2 separate regions of the Mus musculus genome follow, and region 2 is linked to region 1. Evidence: chromatin contacts called from public promoter capture Hi-C data. All regions are on one chromosome and are shown on one strand. The core of a region is the stretch at or near the end of the contact, and the rest is flanking DNA. Distances in the headings are between cores, read along the strand shown.

Region 1 (4,178 bases), core at 698-3,197:
TGCCTGGCACATCGTGGTTTCTTAGGCTTAGTTGGAGATGGGAAGGACAGTTGTAGGGTAGGGTTCAGGAGTCTCTAGTCTCATAAGTTAGGATCTGACACAGCCTGATAAGGTGAGGAGGTGTGTGGCATTCCCAGAGACCACCTTTGAGATAGCATCATATTGGAGGCTCAGTTTGGGCGGTCCGTGCTCGCATCCCTCCGCCTGCAGTTGGAAAGCAAATGGGTGTATGCTAGAGGCACGGACTCCAATCTGGTGCAAAGGCCTTGTCCCGCAGTACTTAGGAATGTCTGCTTTGGAACCACTCTACTTTCTGGGTTCGTATCCTGGCCCTAATTCTTGGTTATAGCTGTATCGTGTTGGAAATACATTTGAAGTAGTTTGAACAGGTCTTTGCTTATAGCTGCGTTATCTGAAGTGAACTGTCCCTTAAGTCAAAGGACACGCAGGAAGTGCTGAGCCTGATCATTTCTGATGGTTCCTAAGACACAGGCTCTGGAAGGATTACATCACACTCTTAGCTCTTAATACCCAGGAGGCCTCTTACTAACTTCAGGGAAATGTCACCAAGAGGAGAAGCTTCTGTTGCCTGCCCCAGTCCAGGCTGTGTTCCTGAGTCACTGTGCCATCTCCTCCACAAAGCAGGCCTGCTCCCTCACCCAAGTTAACACAGTCAGAGTCAGACTCATTTTGAGGGGGTGGATTGGAGGCAGGAAGTTGGTGAAGGGCCAGCAAATGGTGTCCTGCTAGTCCAGAGAAGGTGGAAGAGGAAAAAAAAAAGTACTTCTTGGATGCAAGGTGAACCATTCATTCCTCTGTGAGACAGCTGGTGGTGGCTGTTTGTCATCATCCCACATTTATACATGAGACGCGCTTAGCAATGTACCCTCCTCAGAATCAGATCATTAGAGAAGTAAAAGTCTGACTCAGCTTTCTGGAAGCGGTCCTTATGGTGATTTCATTACCATGACGACAGCTGGGTTTCTTCCCATCAGTGTACAGTACAGTCACCGGATGTTGGGTTCCTGATGGATCAGGGAGGTGTTTAAGCCACAGGGCCATAGGGCTCCCAGTGGGACAGGGAGGCGTTTAGGCAGTAGGGCTGACCTGCCCTTTAGTATTCTGAAAACGATAATTCCAGCCGCAGCTCCTAAGATGCTACCGGTGTTTAGCTTGGATACAGCAGTTAGACTTCCATAAGCTCTGGGGGCAGTCCTTGTGCTCGTAGCGGCAGATAGAGTTGAGGTGATCTGAGACAAGTTCTATGTAGCCCCCTGATGCTTTGTGCTATGTAGACCAAGGTAGTCTGGAACTCACAGAGGAAAGATTCAGACTGTCAAGGTCTAGGCTTGGCTCTGAGGCTGTACCGCTCTGGTCCACAGTGCCCCATCCCCTTCCTGATGGGCTGGTCCTTCGTGTCACCGTCCTTAGGGGTCTTACATAATGGAATTGAGTTTGAGAACCGAAGTACTTCCAAAGCCAGCTAAGAAATCTTGAGACAACCTAGAAACAGACCCTTGTCTCCCATGGGGGAATCTTCTCTAAACCTAACCACTAGCCTGGAGTTTGTAAGTACAGCAAATATTTGCCTGGTCAGTTCCTGGTTTGGACTGGCCAGAGTATTGTTTCTTTTGAGACGTGCTCATGTGAACCCCAGGCCACCTGCAGTTTGTTTGTTTGTTTTGGTTTTTTTCGAGACAGGGTTTCTCTGTATAGCCCTGGCTGTCCTGGAACTCACTTTGTAGACCAGGCTGGCCTTGAACTCAGAAATCCGCCTGTCTCTGCCTCCCAAGTGCTGGGATTAAAGGCGTGTGCCACCACCACCCTGCCAGGTCACCTGCAGTAAGTACTTAGGCTCTGACATGGGCAGAGTTGATGGGTTGTATTAGCTGCACGGAGAACAAACCCCCAGCTCCTTCCAGAGGCCTTGCGGCCCACAGCAGCCCAGCCCCCACTTTATCTGCCTGTGACATCACTCAGGGGCCCCGCCCTCCTTTACTCGTTATTGCCTTTTGCCTGCACCTGCTGCCTTTCATGCGCAATTGAGCCTTCTAAATCCCTTTCATTTCCCTTACTTTGATAAAGTCACACTGTCTGTAGTACACCAGGGTATATGCTGATATATAATCCCTTCTGCAGGCCCGCCTCCTGAGACGCCCACCTGCTCCCCCAGGAACCTGGCTGGACTTTGGGGTCCCCCCTGGAGTATTCCAGGTGTTTATATGCAGGATCGCATCCTTTTGGGGATGGGGCGTGTCGCCTCCTGGAGGCGCTAGACGTGTTGTTTTGTAACTGGACCCAGGCTGGAGATTGCCATACAGGAGTCCCTGGAGAGATACTGTCCCTCTTGGTGCTGGGGGATGGGACCGGGAGCCTTGTGCCTGCTGGGCAAGTGCTCTGCCACCAAATGGCACCCTCTGTATTACCTCATCACTCTTTCAGTGCGGGAGGGGTGGAGAGTGTGTGGCACTCTGTTAACTAGCCTGACCTGGAACTCACAGCAATCCATCTGCCTCAGCCTCCGAAGTGCTGGGGTTACAAGTGCCCGTGAATACAGATGTCTTTCTTACCCATGATTTGTGTGTTTGTGTGTGTGTATGTGTATGTGTGTGTGTGTGTGTGTGTGTGTGTGTGTGTGTGTGTGAGAGAGAGAGAGAGAGAGAGAGAGAGAGAGAGAGAGAGAGAGAGAGCGCCTGGATGTCAGTTATCTCCCCCTTGTTTGCCATGCATACAGCAGTCTACCTGGCCCATAAGCTTCCGGAGAGTCTCTTGTCCACCTCACATCTCGCTAAAGGAGTGCAGGGATTACAGATTCAGGCAACCATGGCTAACTTTACACGATGTCTGGGCTCGGGTCCTTTCGCTTGCACAGAAGCACATAACGGATCTATCCTTGAACTAACCACTACGTTCTTCATCTTGAGACAGGGTTTCACCGGCCCGGAATTCACTCTGTCAACCAAGCTGTTCGCAAAGTCATGGAGGTTTCTCTGTCTCTGTCTCTGTCTCCTGGCTATGTTCAGCCTTCTTCTTGATTTTTAAAATGTGTACAAGGGTTTTGCCTGTGTGTGTGTAGGTGCACCATGTGCGTGCAGAGGCTGGAAGGTGGCATTGGGTGCCCTGGAACTGGTGTTACAGATGGTTGTGAGCCACCATGTGATTGCTGTGAATTGAACCCAGGTCCCCTGGAAGAGCAGCCAGGGCTCTCAACCGCTGAGCCATCTCTGCAGTTTGCACTTAGCGTTCTTAGTGGCCAGAGAATGTTTTGTTGTATGGCTGCCACGCATTAAGCCACTCCTGTTTGTGGTCACTGAAGTTTGTGTCTAGTCATGGTGGTAAAGTGTCAAGTTGAAGCAGAGAGCACCTGCTGATACCCTCTAGGCTCCTGGTATCCTTTTCTGCTTCTCTCACTTCAGTTTCTCAGGGTGTGAGGTGCACCAGGGCATACCTTTGTCCCTAAGTTAATGAGCCCACCATCGGGCATGAACGAATTGTGGGTCTTACAGGTGAACAGGTGGATTGGTAGTGGAGTGGCAAGAGTATAAAACCAAGGGCAAATTGACCGGGGTGGGTGGGGCTTTTTAAGGAGAGAGTCAGTGCGAGTTCTTTGTTTGATGCCTTTAGACAAGGGTCTCAGACAGGGAGTGGGTGTGGCATGAGAACTTTCCTGGGGGAGGGGCTTGCCCTACTCTTAGCCAACTGAATGGGGCGCACTGCCTCCTTGAAGTGTCTCGGGGGTGTCTTGATTTTGCTGTTGGGCAGGGTGTGGAGATGTGTTTCTTGGGTGTCAGAGCAACACCCCTGCTTGTGTGACCACTTCTAGTAACTTGATGTGTTATTTTTTTTTGTTGCTGTGACCAAATCCATGACAAGAACCTAAGGAAGGTAAGGTTTATTTTGGCTTTCATCTTGAGGGGATGCAGGCTGCCATCTTAGGAGGTGGTGGTCGGCGGTGCTATCCGTGGCAGCGGGAGTGGGCAGTCGGGCTCCTCATGACCACAGCTCTTGCACAGGAGGTAGAAACAGAACAGGAAGCATGGCTTGGGCCTGGCTCAAAAATGTCACAGTCCACCCCTAGTGACCCGTTTCCTCCAGAGAGGCTCCTTCTCCTCAATACCACAGCTCCCACGACAGCGTCACCAGCTGGTGGCTGCAAGTTGAAGTATATGAGCCTCTGT
Region 2 (4,314 bases), core at 1,054-3,553, 170 kb before region 1:
AGTCTGGCTATGCAGCTAATTAGAGCCAATATCGACTCATATTTTTTTAAAAAGTCAATTCTCTAAGTCCTGTCATAACATTTTAAACAAGTAAGAACAGTCGATAGAAGTTACTAAGTTGGGGGCAGGAGAGGGGGCTCATTCAGCACTGGCTGCTCTTCCAGAGGACCCAGGCTTGATTTCCAGCACCCACATGGCAGCTCACAACTGTCTGTACAGTTCCAGGGGATCTTATGCCCTCTCCTGATCTCAGTGTGTTCTACCACATATGCTGCAGACATACATACAGGTAAAATATCTATACACATAAAATAAAATGCAAAGAAAGGAAGCTAGCTACTGTAAGAAACTCTGATCACCATCTGCTTTCCTCACAGGTAGCCTTGTCCCGGAGCAGCAGCAGTCCGGAGCTCAGGATGTAGGAGCTGGCCTTATGCTCCTGCCTCAGCTTCTGGAGTGCTGTGATTAAAGCCAGTGCTTCCCTGAGCCACTGTTCACTTAGTCCCCTTGTATTCATCACTTCCTTCCTGGTGGCTGTCTCTGAACCCTTCCCACTGGCTCAGCTACAGGGTTCACACAGTACGCACAGAGGACAGAATCCAGAGCTTGAGTTACCTTCCCAACACTGCCCCCCAACAAAAATTGAGTTACAGGTATGTGGGATGGCTCAGTAAGTAAAGGCACTTGTCACCAACCCTGGCAACTGAGTTAAATCTAGGTCCCTCCATTATGGAAACAGAACCAACTGTAAAAGTTATCCTCTGACCTCCACATATACCCTATGGACATATACATAATAAAGGATGAATAAAAAATTTAATTTTGCCGGGCGGTGGTGGTGCACGCCTTTGATCCCAGCACTCAGGAGGCAGAGGCAGGTGGATTTCTGAGTTCAAGGCCAGCCTGGTCCACAAAGTGAGTTCCAGGACTGCCAGGGCTATACAGAGAAACCCTGTCTCGAAAAAAAAATTAATTTTATATTTTTTCTTAAAAGTTAGGAAGAAAGGAAGTTAGTTCACTGGTTAGTTAGGAGGAAGGAGTGAGTTAGTTAAGGGCTGGAGGGATGGCTCAGCAGTTTAGAGCACTGGCACTCTTTGGAGGACTAAGATTCCTAGCAGCACAGGTGCCTCAACCATCTGTAACTCTAGTGCCAGAGACCTAACATCCTCTACTGGATTCTGAGGGCACTCAATGCACATGATGCACATATAGACATGCAAAACACAAATAGAAACCTTTGGGAAAGATGCTGAGAATAATCACACAATGATCTAATGCAGTTTTTTAAAATGCAATGCATGGATATAGGTAAGAAAGCCAGGCATGGGAACATGGCTGTAATAACTGTTCTCTGTGAAGTTAAGCCATGACTGTCCTGAGTTTGGGGCTGGCCTGAGCTACATAATGAGTTCAAGGCCACCCTGATTGATAGACACACATACACAAATGCGCTGTGGAATGTATAACTGTATTTTTTAAATTTTTTTATTGTTTTATGGCAGGGTTTCATCTATACTAGACTTGCCTCAAAGTAAGCTTACTATTACACAAAGATTGCCTGCCTCCACTTTCTGAGTGTGCACCACTAAAATTGACTTTAGCAAAGATAATCCAATTTTACTATACAAACCAGTGACTCTGCAAAGTCACAGTGGGCATGGGGACCAGCATTCTTCATAGGGAAATGAAGTGCAGTTACTTGAGCAGGTTCCCAAACCAAGAAGGATCAGGGTATGTCCAATAGCCTCTCTTGTAGATCATATCACGCCATACCACAATTGTTTTGGTTTGGTTTAATTTCATTCATTCATTCACTCATTCATTCATTTATTCATGTATTTAGAAGGCATGCATATGGAGGCCAGGACAAACCCATAAGAGTCATGTAGGTCATGGGGATCAAACTCAGGTAGTCATGCTTGGCAGCAAGCTCCTTGACCCACTGAGCCCTCTCACTGCCCTAACAGCTGACATGGATTTAAATCATCTCTGCTTTTCCATTAGCAAAATAATCGTCTAAGAGCACACTGCTTCAGAAATAGGAGAAAGGAGACAATTACTAGCTGGTGAGTATTACATGGAATATTTACAGATCTCACGAGAGAGAGCTCAGTGTAAAATATCTGACTAGATACTGTACAGGAGTCAGCTCCCTGTGAGAAGGAATCTGTCTAATGCCGAAAGCACAGCTACCAGTTAGAGTGTAATTAGCTTAAAAAAAAACCGAAGTCAGTCAGGTGTGTGAGCGGCATTTACTATTTGTTCCCTTTGTACAGGAAGCACTCAGCTCTGATCTCAAAGTCACCTTCAAGCACTAACGGAAGCACAAGGCTGATTCCTCCTTGCCCAGAACAAAACCCACAGCAAAGACCAACGTAAGGGGACATTTCTCTCCACGTTTTCCTTCCCCAAGAAACAGCTTTATAAACCATATGACGTTCATAATGAAAAGATTACAATTTAGAAACCGAGGAGAAGAAAAATTAACAGGAGCATGAGACAAAAAGAGCACATGCCCTGATACAGAAGCCTCTGAAATTGCTTTTGGAAAAACATGGGACAATCATCTAATTATCAGATGAAACAAACTACAACTTAGAGCTCAATTTACCAGAGGAATAAATACTAAGGCACTCTGTATTACACTTGTAAATGAATAAATACCAAGGGAGGTATGGCAGACGTTCTAAATGCAATCAAGTTAAGTTGTTGTTTTTAAATCGGGCATTATAATCTATAGCTTTATAGATTTGCCACTAACCTCCTAATCTGGCAGGTTAAATTTCAACATTCAAAGTACTGGTTAGGTTTTCTAGAAATGGTCCAGTAAGTTGACATAATAATTAACGCTGTTTGATCTACAAAATCTGAGTACTCAGTGCTGAGAGTGATGAGTGACCTTGAGGCAGCTCTTGGAAGGCAGTCACCATGGCAACGCTTCCACAAAAGTGCCTCATCCTCAGCAAAAGGCCCAACCCAGAGCATAAGGATCTTTAAAGCAGAAAACCTCCGCCCTCACCCACAGCCTAGCAAGGGGTCACAGTTTCTTTTAAAAAGTCTCTACATCAACCTTCCTGATTATTCTTTCAGAGAAAATACAAATTAGCTTCACAGCCATTTATCTGGTCTGGCAACAAAACAAAACAAACAAAACAAAAACTATCTTTTATTTGCTAAATGGGAAGAATTCATTTTGTTTTGGAAAAATATGTTTCAATACAATTAGTACCATTTTACTGTTTTTCGTTCAGGAATGGTAACACAGTGGTAATCTCAGGGCTGAGAAGTCTGAGGCAGGACAACAGGCAGTAGGATGCTAGCCCTGGGATATATGCTGCATTAAAGGAGAGAAAGAAGGGCCACACAGGGGCAGGACACTGGAGTGGGAAGACATTATCTTCCAGCATGCACTTAAAGAAGGAAGCACAAAGGAAGCAGATTTCAGCCCAGACACAGAGTGCACTCATGACTGTCTACATACACCACGGCTTGCTACACTTAGTGTTCTGATGACGCTGTGTTCCCAGCTCCCTCCAGCAGTGCTTCCTGAAAGCCGGGAGGAGTCATTTTATTATCACAACAGTCAGCAGAACCTCAGCACCAGATACTGAACAATTTCACAATTTTCTCACAGAGCTACCAAAGCATTCCTGAAAAGCTGTGTCCAGAACAGCTAATGTTTTTCAGCCTAAATACAAAGATCTTATCGACTTTTCCATTTTTACTGTATATAATCTATTTGTTCATTCTTTCCTACCCCACCCCATTTACCATTAGTTTGCAAAGCCATGAGTACTGACTGATGAGATGACTGTGTGGGGAAAGGAATTTCCCCCCCAAAACTGCTAGGGCAGACATGAAAGAAGGTGCACACAACGTGCAAGCTGGTATACATGGAGGGCTGCAGGCCAACTGGAGCCTCATAATGAGAAACTATGCAGGGTTTTGTTGTCATTTTTTGAGACAGGACCTTTCTATGTAGCCCTGGCTGCCTGGAACTGCCTATGTAGACCATAGTGGCCTCAAGTTCACAGTCATCTGCATAGCCTCTGCCTCAAAGTGCTAGGACTAAAAGTATGTGCTACCACACCTAGCAAAAAGAATTTTTACACTAAGAAAAAAAAAGATAGCAATGTGAGCAGGGCAGTAGGCAAATGGATTTCTGAGTTCCAGGCCAGCCTGGTCTACAGAGTGAGTTCCAGGACAGCCAGGGCTGCAGAGAAACCCTGTCTCGAAAAACCAAAAAAAAAAAAAAAAAAAGATAGCAATGCTATATTACCAAAATAAGTTACAAAATTAAGTTCTACCCATAAC

The links. Capture Hi-C pulls out chosen DNA fragments and counts their contacts.
Region 2: a contact with region 1 is called in a promoter capture Hi-C map of pancreatic islet. The contact joins two enhancer-like sites. A contact is called at or near these places in 2 of 484 Hi-C or Micro-C datasets (bone marrow-derived macrophages and liver), 12 of 115 datasets of contacts at active chromatin or transcription factors (DN3 thymocytes, the SCID.adh cell line, bone marrow-derived macrophages and 7 more) and 5 of 9 other capture datasets (adipose tissue, embryonic stem cells, liver and 2 more).

Annotation. Positions count from the first base shown.
Region 1 is chr2:165,852,575-165,856,752 of GRCm38.p6, reverse strand. The region is part of intron 2 of Zmynd8 (zinc finger, MYND-type containing 8); the gene reads left to right. Among named protein-coding and RNA genes, the nearest start is that of Gm11465, 27 kb to the left of the region's middle. Within about 2 kb of position 1,947, at least 77 of the 459 cell types and tissues checked have an H3K27ac peak or open chromatin away from gene starts, as enhancers often do. A contact at or near this core is called in the SCID.adh cell line and pancreatic islet, where this site is marked.
Region 2 is chr2:166,020,455-166,024,768 of GRCm38.p6, reverse strand. The region is part of intron 1 of Ncoa3 (nuclear receptor coactivator 3); the gene reads right to left. Among named protein-coding and RNA genes, the nearest start is that of Ncoa3, 30 kb to the right of the region's middle. RefSeq lists an enhancer at 1,307-4,314. Within about 2 kb of position 2,303, at least 145 of the 459 cell types and tissues checked have an H3K27ac peak or open chromatin away from gene starts, as enhancers often do. A contact at or near this core is called in the SCID.adh cell line and pancreatic islet, where this site is marked.